Linked DNA regions of Macaca mulatta: region 2 is linked to region 1. Evidence: chromatin contacts called from public Hi-C data. All regions are on one chromosome and are shown on one strand. Each heading gives the region's core, a stretch centred on a gene start, on an enhancer-like site or on the middle of the called end of the contact. The rest is flanking DNA. Distances are from core to core; before and after follow the strand shown.

The links. Hi-C and Micro-C count contacts between places; a contact is called where the count stands out from the background.
Region 2: a Hi-C map of sperm shows a contact between it and region 1, with 2.6 times the contacts expected there. The contact joins the promoter of CLIC5 here to the enhancer-like site in region 1. A contact is called at or near these places in 4 of 14 Hi-C or Micro-C datasets (fetal cortical plate, fibroblasts, liver and 1 more).

Annotation. Positions count from the first base shown.
Region 1 is chr4:135,938,368-135,945,692 of T2T-MMU8v2.0, forward strand. All of the region lies in intron 4 of RCAN2 (regulator of calcineurin 2), which reads left to right. Among named protein-coding and RNA genes, the nearest start is that of ENPP5, 56 kb to the right of the region's middle. Within about 2 kb of position 2,729, at least 2 of the 40 cell types and tissues checked have an H3K27ac peak or open chromatin away from gene starts, as enhancers often do.
Region 2 is chr4:136,078,952-136,085,443 of T2T-MMU8v2.0, forward strand. It overlaps CLIC5 (chloride intracellular channel 5), which reads left to right and starts at 5,239. Exons shown (of 6, transcript XM_077999833.1): 1 at 5,239-5,927. The coding sequence starts at 5,382.

The DNA of each region.
Region 1 (7,325 bases), core at 1,479-3,978:
AGGTTCTTTTTTGATGTAAAACAAAATAGGAAAAAAATAAAAACCCAGCCTAGCAAAATAGCTTATCTCCACCAATCAGCAGAAAATGGTAAAATAGAGATGCACGCGGCACTAACTGGATGGGAAATCAGAGGTGGGAAGCGAAATGCCGGCCTTTATTCTGCTAAGATGACTCTGGAAGGTCATGTTCATTGTCACTGAAAATGCCTGCAGGGAGCGATATGAAAAGTCATTGTCTCTTCTTTTTTTTCCTCCTGCTATTTTTAGCTCTTGTTAGGAAGATCAATTTTAGTTAACTGCAGAGAAGGGTTTTTAAAATGGTGCTTGAGTTTCAAGTTGCATTTGTCTGCTATATTTAGATTTTTTTCCAAATTCTTCTGTATCAAAACATGGCATAGTAAGGCAACTTTGCTGGTATTACTGCTTGATATGGTGTTTCCCCCAATGGAAAAAGATATTCCATTAACTAATGTAACCTATACTAAAGAAACATTTTCCATTCCAGGCTCTGATTCAGAGGTAGAAAAAAATTCAGTTTTTAAAATATAGATGAACACCTATATTTTTGGTGCATGTGGTATGAACATTATATAAGGCCTCAATTCTCGTTCAGCAATTGCTATATTCTCTGATCACAGAAACAATAGGCAAGTAAAACAGCGAGTGTCCAGTGTTCCTGTTAGCATAGTCTATCTGTGTCATACTCCACCTAAGGGACTCAGATTGGGATCCGGGAGCACATGTTCAAATTTTCCCATTTCCTTTTAAAGAATTGTCCCTGGAAAAAAAAAATAGGTTTTTTAAGAGGCTTTTCTTCCCAGTATATATTTCATTACTTTATCTTCCATCACTATGGAATAGCAGTATTAGAATACTTCCTTTTCTAATTTTACAGGTAAACAGGTAAACTGTAGAAAAACAGAAAAAACATATGACCAAAACCTGGGAAAATATGAATAACAAATCCTATTGCCCATAAAAAAAGTACTTTAAGGAAGAATCATTGTAGTGTTTACCCTTGCATTTTTTCTTATAGGTGTGTGTGTGTGTGTGTGTGTGTGTGTATGTGTCCTCACAGTTGTGGCAGGGGCTGGGCCCCTGACATGGGGCAAGGGAGAACAGGATGGTCCGTTCCCAGAGAGGACCCAGCCCACAGAGGGCTCTCCCAGGCAGCTCCCCTTTGCTTCATCTCCGCCACTTTCCTCTCACCCCATGTGGATGAGCCCATTTTCTCTGGTCTTTCTCCCTCTTTATCTTCCCACCTCTTTCCCCTCTGTGTTTCCCTTAGTTACCTTGCCTATACCTTCCCTCTGGGGTTCTGCTTCTTTTTCTTAACCATTAATTCAGGTCCTCAGTCAATCAGTTGATCCCATAAAGTACTTTGGGTCCTAAATGTCTCAGGAGGGGATGAAGATAAATCCCCCCATCCCCCATCTAGTATTAGAGAGAAACCTCCAGAAGATAAGCAAATGTTCTTATACTGAAATATATATAGCTCCCCTTATACCAAAACTACGAGTATGCTCTTTCTCTTCTTTCTCTTTCTCTCTCGCTCACTCTCATCCTCCTCCTTCCCCATCTTACCAAGGATGCCTTCTTATTTCCTACTTTGATATGGATCAGAACTGAGGAGGGGGAGGAAAGGAAAAAGAACCCTAATTATTTCATCAATATTTTCTTAAAATGCACCCATACGAGGCCTACTGAGGTAGAATGTCAGTTTGCAGCCCTGATGTCACCTGCAGCATCCCACCCTCATGCATGCCTAAATCTAGGAAGTAGTAAGGAGGTTACACCGGTCACCCAGTAGACCTGGATTAGAGTTCACCACTTTTCTCTGGGATCCACCAAAATTCAATAGGAGCTCATGGAAACACAAAAGAATCAGAGAGAAAAAAGTTTACAAAGGACTGAATTCCCTGGAATCTGTCTTTTAATCCCAAATCCTCTTTCCACTTCCACTTAGAAAATAAGTTCTTCCTCTGCTTCCAGATTGAGCTTGTGAATAGGCAGCTACCAAATAGCTATGATTTTTATGTTTCCAATAAGTCTCTCTGCACCTTTTATTTTATAGCTGTAAATGGAGATCCAACATGAAGAGAGGCTTTTCTCTTGCCTCAGGATAATGATTAAAACATAGGATGTGAGTTTGAATCTAGGTTCCACATTTTATTAGCTCTGTGACCTTGAGCAAGTTTCTTAACTTCTCTGTGCCTCTGCTTCTTCAATAGTAAAATCAGTTTGTGGCAAGCATCAAATGAGATAATCCATATAAAACTGTATAGCCAGTATCATACATAGGAAAGGCTCAGTGTATGTTACCTATTCATTACCACTTGATTTTCAAAGCCTTCTATTAAAATGTGTCACTGAGTGTGGTGGCTCACCTCTATAAATCCCAGCACTTTGGGAGGCTGAGGCAGGAGGATCAGTTGAGCCTAGGAGTTTGAGACCAGCCTAGGCAATGTAGTGAGGCCCCTGTCTCTACAAAAAATAAAAAATAAGATTATCTGGGTGTGGTGGTGCATACCTGTAGGGCCAGCTACTCAGGAGACAGAGGTGGGAGGATCACTTGAGCCCAAGAGGTCAAAACTGCAGTGAGCTGTGATCCTGCCCCTGGACTCCAGCCCAGGCAACAGAGCAAAGTGAGTCCCTGTCTCAATAAAAAAAAAAAAAAAAAAATGTTAAGTGCATGTGTTAAGCTCTTAGCTCAGTGCTGCTCAATGTGAAAGCTATGATATTTTAGAGTTGACAGTCCTACACATTGCAGTACATTTAGCATCCTTGGGTCTCACCTACTAAATGCCAACATCCACCCACATCATATGACAAAAAAAAATCCATTTCCAGACACCATTAGGGGTTTAACACTCTTATGTGAGAACCATACTAATTATACTTTCTCAAATGTGACAAAGACTTGTCAGAGGCATAGAGGCATAGAGCGCCTAGTAAGGGGTCAGTGGTGGGTGCAGAAAGAAGAGTGGAAGAGAGGTGAGACATATAGAGAAGCAACTCCTGCCTCCAAGCTTTGCTCACTCCTCTATCCCTTCCCAGACACACACACACTTTTTTCCTTCCCTATAGAAAACTAGGGGAAGACAAGAACAAAGAGAGTTTGCGTGGGCCATGTCCATTTATCAATTGCTACATAACAAACTATCCCAAAAATATAGGGCCTAAGACAACAGTCATTTATTTTGTTTACAAATCTGCCATTTGGGCCAGGCTCAGGGGGAAGGGTCATCTGTCCCATGCAGTGTTTCTGGGGCAGCACAACTGGGGGCTGGCAAGTGAACTTTGAAGATGATTCACTCACAGGGTTGGCAAAATGGTGCTGTTAGCTGAGAGTTCACTTAGACTCTGAGTCAGGGCCCTGGTTCTTCTTAACGTGGGCCTCTTCATGGGCTGCTTGGGCTTCCTTACAACTTAGACGTAGGGTTTCAAGCATGAGCATTCTGCAAGAGCAAAGTAGAAGTGCATGACGTATTTGTTACCTAATTCAGAAGTCACACTGCTACCTTCCACCACATAGGTTGAGGATCCCTTATTCAAAATGCTTGGGGCCAGAAGTGTTTTGCATTTTGGATATTTTTGGATTAGGGATATGCAACCTGTACTATATTTGTCAAGACAGTCATTAAAGCCTGCCCAGGATTGAAGGGAGAGAACACAGAGGGAACACTCCTTGATGAAACATTGTCAAGGTTCCAGGAGAGTATGTGGGGTGGGAGACATTATGACCATCTTTGGAAAACACAACCTGCTACCACAAATAACTTTCCTGTTGAGAATTCACCCGTAATATGAGAGATAATACAGTTTTAAAATGAGAAAAATGTAGAGGATCTTCTTTCAGAGTCCAAAGCTTCCTTCCCTAAGAGATGCAAATTAACTCAGTTTATAATTTATAGTCTTTTCATAATTTATTGTGTTGTCTTTTGAGAAGATTCATTGTCAAAGAGACCATGTCTAGAATAACTATCAATGGCCAAAACAAAACAAGGCAAGGTTCAGAAGGAATACATAATCCATCTTTAGCTAGAGAACAAATATTCACGAAAAATATGAGTTGCCATGAAAATGTATTAAAAGTGAAAGATAAAACTAGGCTCCCTGTCCGTAGAGTCACTTGTAGAATATGAAAACAGTGGGAAGTATGAGAGTTAGGGACAGAGAGGGACTATGAGCACATTCTTTGAAGTCAGGAAAACCTGAGTTCAAATCCTGGCTCTGGCATTTACTACCTGTGTGATCTCAACTTCCTGTTGTGTAACTAGACATTATGAAACCCACATGACAGAGCTGTTGTTATAATTAAAGATCTGTTTCATGCCAAGTAGTTACAGGCTTTCCTGTGCCTGGCATTTGTAAGTGCTCCATAAACAATTGTTACTATGTTTAGGGAATGTAGTGAGTTTCTATGACACCTACTGTGTGCTAGCACTGATAGAATGCTGATAAGAGGATAGACGCTTGCCTTTAAATGGTAAAAGCTAAAACTTACACAAGTTAAACTATAGGAAGAATATTCATGTGTGAGTACATACCAGACATCACACAAGTATGTTAGTAATGGCCAAGCTTGATGCTCTTCATAAATCAATCACATATTCATTGAACATTAACATGTACCTTAAGCTGCAGCAATCACAAAACATGAAGTCTTGACTTCCATGGTTTGGAATATAACACATTGCTAGAGGAAATAACTAATGAATAAGACAAAAGGTGATATAATTAAGTATTATAAATGAGTGTTTCTGACTATCTCAAAAAAAAAAGAAAAGCTGATATTCAAACGGCAACATAAGATTTTCTGTCTCATGAAAATAGAGGTATAGAAAAGGTTAGGAAGAGAGGAAAAAAGGAGAGAAAATTGCCAGTGATGACAGAGAAAGGGGAAGTGGTGGTTGGAGGAAAAGGGATAGGTTCATTTTGAAGACCAGATTATGTGATACCCACTACCGTGAGATGCAGCCTGTTATCATTCTCCCCTTACTGCCCTTTGCAATGGTGTCTCCACTGAGGAAAAGCTCTTTGCAATTGTTCAGCTGCTTAATTCTTTGACTATTGTGTGATGCAATCAGATTAGTTAATCATACTGGAAACCGGGAATTACTTGGGGGCAACAGTGGCCAAAATAATATCGCCCTAAATAATCATAACATGCATCTTGGGAGAGGGCTTTATCAAGTATTTGACACATATGTCTGTTTCATAGTATCCCAGTGATATGAGTGTTGTCCACATTGATGAGGAAAACTGAGGTTCAGAAATGTTATATAACTTTCTCAGAGTCACATTACTCATATGTGATAAGGTGAACTCTCCAACTGTTGTCTTAGGTGGCTTATTCTGGCACGGAAGTTAGTTCCTGTCATGGGGAAACTAGCAAAGAGTATTTTGAGTGGGAGGGTTAGTCATGAATAGGGTTATAACAAGGGGTGTGTGGGGAAGGAGCATGCAGAGAAGGGTTGCCAAGCAATGTTCAATAGTGCTTGGTGACTGATGACATGATGAAAGAGAAAGAAAATTCAAGGATGACTGACTCTAAGGATTTGCACCTAGAAGGCTGGAAGAATGATGGCACTTCTAAGAAGTGTGATAGCTGGGAAGGGAATCTAGATTGGCAGAGAAAATAATTCTACTTTAGACATGTGAGTTTGGAAAAGAGTAGTCAACTTACAGAGAGATGTCAGTAAGTCAGGATGCAGGTGTGAGATCAGGCCTGGATATGTAGCTCCTCATACGGTAGGAACTGGGGCTCATGATGACCAAGAGAAAGAATGTCCTGGGAAGAAGAGCAGCAGGTGCTGAGCAGAGCAAAGCCTGGCCTTGCCTGTTAGATGTGGCTGTATTTTGAAAGCCTCAGTAGTTCTGGGATTCTGTCTATTGCTTGGCAGTACACATACAAGGGCTTTGTCCAGCAGGCACTAAACTTTTAGGAGTATTTCTCCTTCCCTCCATCACTTGAGTTTTTCTTATTAGGAATCTAAACAATGAATCTCAAACTCTGCTCTAATACATAGACATGTCCCTCTGCTTCATCTCTCTACCCTTACCATGTCTGAATTTTGCTGATTTTTATAAACTTTGCATAATCATACTGATTATTTTAGAAAGAATTTAAGAGGTGGCCAAGTCATGACCCATAAGCCAAAGGTGGCATGAGAGAGAAACTCAGTGGCACTTGGGCTGCCAGCACCAACACATTTCTCTGCAATTGTACCATGTGAGGTTGTGTCATGTCACCAAGTTTCCCAGCCCCTGGCCAGCACAGGGACTCACCCTCCTCCCTCCTGAGAATGGGAAACAGCCCATGGGCACCCTCCCTCCCTCCTGCAGACATAGAGGAATTGGGACATTGTCACAAACATGTCTCCAGCCGCTTGGGAAAAGAGGAGACAGACCTTCGGCATCTATTTTAAGCAATGGCCAAACCTCAGTCAGTTCCAAAGGCCTGAATGAGAATTTAACTGTTAACCATGTGCTAAAAGGTTTTTCATTTACTTGGCTGAAAATTTGTTTCATGGGATAGGTAGAAAACCCCGACCAATGCACTTGTTGGTGACTTTTGATCCTGGTCTCCTTTCCGCACACCAAAGAGAGGACAGTTTCAATACTGGCAGAGGAGTGAGCATGTGATGGGTCAACGCTCTGCTTGTCTTATCAGAGAAATGCTGGTTCCATTGGTATGTTCTCGTTGCACCATGGCAGGACCTCCCACCCTGTGTGGGCAAGGCTTGACAGGCTCTCTGTCCCCAAACAAGCCCAGTTGGTCCCTGTGCCTGGTGACAGCATTGACGTCAGCCCTTGTGGTGGAGGAATTAGTTGAAGCCCAAAGGGAAAAAGAGGCCAAAAAAAGAAAAATTCAATCCAGCAAGACCAAAGCCATTTCTTTTTATTTTGTGAGCTCTCAGCAGCTGCTAAGCTTTGCTGGATTTCGATAGTAAGAAAGTTTCCAAGAATAGAACAGCGCAATGTCAGAGTTAATGGGATCACAGCAATAAAATATCTCTACTAGTGAGCAATCTGATGGTATTAAGTTGACGTGGAAGTTGCTTTGCACCCTGCACACAGAGCGGCCTCCCTGCTTGCCCTCCCATCCTGAGTGTGCCCCCAACACACCTACTCTGAGAGGAAAGCAACCACTTCTGAAGCTGTAAATACATTGCAATAGAGGTGTCTTCAGGCCAGTGACTCACGCCTGTAATCTAAGCACTTTGGGAGGCTGCGGCGGGTGTATTACCTGAGGTCAAGAGTTCGAGATCAGCCTGGCCAACATGTTGAAACCCCATCTCTGCTAAAAATACAAAAAATTA
Region 2 (6,492 bases), core at 3,989-6,488, 140 kb after region 1:
ATTTGGCCCAATATCATAATTATATTAAATGTTAATAGAATAAATATTCAAATCAAAAGACAGAGTTAGGCAGACTGGATTTTAAAATATATATCTGTCTAATGCTTAGTTACAAAGACACATAAAAGTTGAAAGTAAAATCTTGGAAGTATGTGTAAGATAAACCAAAAGAAAGCTGATAACAGAAAAAAGCAAAAAATTCTACTAGAGATAAAAAGAAACATTTTCCATTGGAAAAAAAGTTCATCTACCAAAATGATACAACAGTTCTAAATCTGTGCACACCTAATAACATAACCTCAAAAATATATAGAACTTAATAAGCTGAGAGAATTTAAGTAAGAATTAGACAAATCCATAATTATAAGGGAAATTTTCACTTTTTTCTTTCATTAACAAATAGAATAAGCAGATGAAAAATCAATAGAAAAATAAAAGCATTAAATAACAGAAATTGACAAGCACAAATTAACTATAATCTATAGAACATTATACTTAACAATAGGGAAACACATATTCTGTTCAAGTACAGGTGGAGTATTTCCAAGCTTGACCATATGCTGGGCCATAAAGCAAGTCTCAAAACAACTTGAATAGACTAAAATAATGAAGACTATGTTCATTGACCACAGTGGAATTAAGCTAAAAATAAATAACAAAAAGATAACTAGAAAATCTTCAACTGTCTGGGAGTTAATCAATACACTTCTAAATAACCCATGAGGAAAGAGGGGAAAAATATCTCTAAAGAAAATATGAAGTGCTTTGAATTGGATGATAATGAAACTAAGACATATCGCAATGAGGGATACAGCTAAAGCTGGACTTAGAGAAAAATTCATAGTCTTAGATGCATACATTAAAAAATAAGAGGAGCTGAAGACCAATAATCAAAGTATCCATCACAATTATCTTGGGATAAAAAAAAACAAAGTAAAATTAAAGACAGGAAGAAATGAAAATAATAAAAATAAGGGCCAAAGTTAATAAAATTGCAAAGAAATGCACAATAGAAACTACTAAGAAAGCCAAAAATCTCTTAAAAGATAAATTAAATTGATAAATTCCTAATAAGACTGATCAAGATAAAAAGAAAAGCTGCACATCAGTGATTTGTGATTTGTAAAAAAGGATTATTTTAAAAAGGGTTTGAAAGCAAAGACATAGAATCAACTTAAATGCCCATCAGTGGTAGACTGGATAAAGAGAATGTGGTACATATATACCATGGAATACTATGCAGATACAGAAACAACGAGATCATGTCCTTTGCAGGAGCATAGATGGAGCTGGAGGCCATTATCCTTAGCAAACTAACACAGGAACAGAAAACCAAATACCACATGTTCTCACTTATAAGTAGGAGCTGAATGATGAGAACACATGGACACATAGAGGAGAACAGCACACACTGGAGCTTATTAAAGGGTGGAGGGTGAGGGGAGGAAAAGGATGAGGAAAAATAACTAATGGGTAATAAGTTTGATACCTGGGTGATGAAATAATCTGTACAACAAACCCCCATGACACAACTTTACCTACGTAGCAAACCTGCACAGGTACCCCTGAACTTAAAGTAAAGTTTAAAAAACTGGATTTGAAGAAAAAGGGGTATTGCCTCAGATCTTACAAATGTCATGCGTAAACATAATATGAGAGTACCATGTTAATTTAGTTCCATGTGTAGACTTTCCTATTGAGAAGAGATTATACTTATTATACCAAACCGATATTTAAGTCAATTTGGCAGTTACATATTTGGGAGTCAGTTAATAAATTGGCATTTCAGTTTTTTTTTCTTCTGTCTTCAGACACGGTCTGGTTCTGTCACCCAGGCTGGAGTGCAGTGGTGTGATTGCTCACTACAACCTCTGCCTCCCGGGTTCAAGTGATTCTCCTGCCTCAGCCTCCTGAGTAGCTGAGATTACAGGCACCTGCCACCATGCCCAGATTATTTTTATTTTTATTTTTATTTTTTTTAGTAGAGATGGAGTTTTACCATGTTGGCCAGGCTGGTCTCAAACTCCTGACCTCAAGTGATCCTTCCCGCCTTGGCCTCCAAAGTGCTGGGATTACAGGCTTGAGCCACCACACCTGGCCCCCTTTCAGTTTTTAAACTGATGTTTTTTGAATTTAGTTAAAGTGACCCAGTTCTATAATGTTTAATAAACTCTAAGTGAACGAACAAAATTGCATCTTTGTACATGCAAAACAGAAGACCAGAGATTGACCCCAAAGTTGTCCCTGCAGGGGTTTACAATCTAGTGCAACATGGTAGGGAGATAACACTTCTATAGATGATACAGAAAGAAAACTGAGCCAGGAGTAAAAGGACATGAATGCTAGATACATCTTCTTCATTTAATTTATTTATCCAACAAATATTTAATAGGCAACTATTATGTATCAGATATCTGCTAGACTTTAGCTATACAGCAATGGGAAAAAAAAAAGGCATGGGCCTTGTTCTTATGAAACGTAAGTACCCAATGAAGGATAAATATGTCAGCAATCAAAAAAATTCATTCAACAAATATGTATTTAGTACAAAATATGTACCAGGCACTGTTCTAGGCACTTGAGATGATGATGAAAAAGTGGACAAAGATTTGTCCCCATAAAGGGTTTACATTCCGGTAGAAGACAGAAAAAAACCTCTAGACACAGAAAAAAACCTCTACATTCCAGTAGAAGACAGAAAAAAACCTCTAGACACAATAAATAAGTTATGTATATATCTTAATAGAGGGTGATAAATACTATGGGAAAAGGGGGAAAAGTAGGGTAAGGGTTTTTAGTAATGGGACAGGGATGATGATAGGATTTGGGATGGGTTGTCATTTTAAACAGGACAGTCAGTGTAGCCTCATTGAGAAGGGGATATAAAAGTGAAAATTTGTAGGAGTTGGGGGAATTGACTATACAAGTATCCAGGGAAAGTGTATTTTGGTAGAGAGAACAGCCAATGTAAAAGAGTCTGATATGGGAGTATCCAGGAGTGTTCCAGGTTTAGAAACAAGGCTCAGTTGTCTGGAGCTGGGTCGGCAAGGGGGAGAAAAACAGGCATAGAAGAGTGGGTGTGGATTATGTAGGGCCATGTGAGCCATTGTAAGGACTTTGGCTTTCACTGAGATAAATGGGGAGCCATTGTAGGGGTTTGATCACAGAGCGATATGACCTGACTTACATTTGAACTGAATGACTTGTTTCATATTACAACATATAACTGTAGATCATGATAGATGTGTTCTAAAATAGGATAAGAGAGGGACCTAATTTGAAATATCTGTTTGATCTTGGACCCTAAGCTTAGCCAACCTCAGCCCTGCCTCACTGGGTCATTGTGGTGAGGCCTTGACAACGTGCTGTATTCATATGCACATGCTGTATACTATTCTTTGAAATAATGCAGAATGAAACAGAATCCAGTGTGAGATTATGAGCTACACACTGTATTAGTAGTAAAAGCATGAGTTGCATTGTTAAAAGGGGCAGTGTCACCCCCAAAGGGGTGAAGATTGGTTCTTGGGAAGTAAAAAAAAAAAAAAAAAACAGTTCTCTTTTAATGTACAAAACACAGATGTATATACAATATGCAAACAGATATGTAGTATATCTGCAGCATTTTTATTTCATGGGGAAAATATCTGAAAAGGATCCTTTGGGGGCAGGGAAGGGAGAGTGTGTGATCATGAAAAAACATTGGAAAATACTGAGTTAAGGAAGAGATTTAGTAGATTTAGTAGCAGAAAGATCACTGAGCTGGAGGTTCAAAAACCACAGCTAAAGTCAACTCTGCCATTAACTTTTTGTGTAAACTTGGACCATTCACTTCTGCTTTCTAGGTTTAAATTTTTTTCAAATGTAAAATAAAATGTTTGAATAATCTCTTAGGTTTTCACCAGCTCTAAAACTAGAAGAAGATTTGAATTGGAATCCATTCAGTTAAAAACACCTGATGATGGAACCTATCAAAATGTGTAAGGTATTTGGACCCATTGAATGTCACTTTTCAATAAAATAAACCTCCAGTGTCAATAGCTTTTGAAGTCTCTAGCCTCTTTTTCCTTACCCATTCTTTAAGCTAGAATTCTAGAAATGCTGCTCTAATTCCCAGTAGAAGATTCCTGGATACAATATTGAACTCTAAGAGTACAATGAAGTTTCGCCAAGAAGATGCTCATCAAATGTTCTGAAGCTTGTCAACTGGAGTTGCATTGCTTCACAGTTTTCACATGATTTCTAGACATTAAAGTCCCTTTACAACCTAGCTGGGTTGTCACTTCAAGGAGAAAGACGTATGTGGTGTGGCGAAGGTAAGCAGGAATTAGCAGGATCGAGTAACCAGATTTAAAAAAAAAAAAAAAAAAAAAAAAAAAAAAAAGGGAGAGGGCACACATATTGACAGCATCTGTGGATGGCATCAAGTGAACGGCCTTGTGCATACAATTTTTTATTGCTTATCCAGACCTGGGCTCATTGCACTAAGAAAACCTTAAATAGTTTTTCCTCAGTTTTACTTTTCTCTTCTGAGCTCTCTAATTACATTTGAAAGCCCCTTTGAAGAAAGAGAATGTGTCTTCTAACGCTTTTGTTGTGCTCAATTCAGCATTCTGTAAATGATAGGATTTTAGTGAGTGTTTGTTGATGGTGATGATCATGCAGATTTAAGAGGGAAAAATAAAAATTAAAGCCATAAGTCTTTGAGTCCCTAATTTTGGGCGGTCTATACTGACGTGTCTATAGGCCAGAACATTTATCTTCTTTTCCTTCTGCTGTTTAATCACCTAGTGGAGTTTCCAGATAAGAAATGTAAATGGAATTCATTACCTAACCAGGCCATGTAATTCATTTATCATAGGGTATCAATAGGCAAAGAATTGTTCTATGTGGTAAATTCAGTAGTAAATAGATGAGAGGCCATTGTGAAGAACTATAGCTCTCCACTGAACAGCAAGGGTTCTTGAATGTTGTCAACATTTGGAGGCTGTTGGAGGAGGGAGCTCTATTGATGAAAAATGGCTACGTATTCAAAATTTCAGGGCATACCAGGAACATAATTCAATTCAATCTCTGGCTTACCCAAACAATCTTGAAGTTACTGCCAACGAGGAAATCCCCAGGGTCTAATAAAAATATCTTTAGGAGTGAAGGAGTTAACTGAGTGTGTAAGCTTTATCTTCTGTCCAATGGACTTGTGGTTTGCTTATTAAAGTCTCCAGTAAATGATTGTTAGAGACCTGTCATTGATAGCAGTTGCTAGTTGCTGCCTTTTAAAAGCCCGTTGATTCCTCTGCAAGGTGGTGCAGCATCCTCTGTCCCTTCACTCATTTCGGATCTGCTCAGGCCTGCCTGTAAAAGGATCTCTCAGATCAATAAGCATGAATGACGAAGACTACAGCACCATCTATGACACAATCCAAAATGAGAGGACATATGAGGTTCCAGACCAGCCAGAAGAAAATGAAAGTCCCCATTATGATGATGTCCAGGAGTACTTAAGGCCAGAAAATGATTTATATGCCACTCAGCTGAATGCCTATGAGTATGATTTTGTGTCAGTCTATACCATTAATGGTGAAGAGACCAGCTTGGCCTCTGCCCAGTCAGAAGACAGAGGCTACCTCCTGCCTGATGAGATATACTCTGAGCTCCAGGAGGCTCAGCCAGGTGAGCTCCAGGAGGACAGGGGCATCTCAATGGAAGGGTTATATTCACCAACCCAGGACCAGCAACCCTGCCCAGAGGGGCTCCAGGAGAATGGGAGTGTGATGAAGGAAGACCTGCCTTCTCCTTCAAGCTTCACCATTCAGCATAGTAAAGCCTTCTCTATCAGCAAGTATTCCTCCACCTGCTATTCTGATGCTGAAGGTTTGGAAGAAAAGGAAGGAGCTCGCATGAACCCTGAGATTTGCCTCTTTGTGAAGGTAAGGTCTGCCTCTGACAGGTACACCCTGTGCATGTAGATATTGTGACTGCTATTTTATTTTGCTCTGAATGACCAGGGAAAGATTCATAATGTCATGGTCCTTGGATCTCAATACATATTCAAGAGCCGGAGTGACTAAATCAGTCATTAGAGTGTACTCAGCTCTTTTCAAAATTAGAGGAATTGGAAGGTGCATTTAAAGTGTGTGTTTAATCGTTGACTTTTGCATACCACGAGCAAAGCATGTTTCAAAAGGGTTCACATGACGGAGCCAAAATTGCTGCCCAAATCCTTGCCGTTGTGACTGACATTAAGTACATTTTTCTGTCTGGTTATATTTCCTTTGTCAACATGTTTAAAAGTGAAACCAAAGCTTGTGACAGAAAGACCTTCTTGTGCTTCTAAGGTCACAGATTTGTCAGATAGGTGGTCAATAAAGGCTATCTCTGTCACTAGCTTGCCCCTTTGGCACCAATATAACTAAAAATCCGTTGAAGTCAAATGATTTCAGTAGTAGTAAGACGCTAACTACCAGTGTTAATGTTTAATGCCTATGATATCTA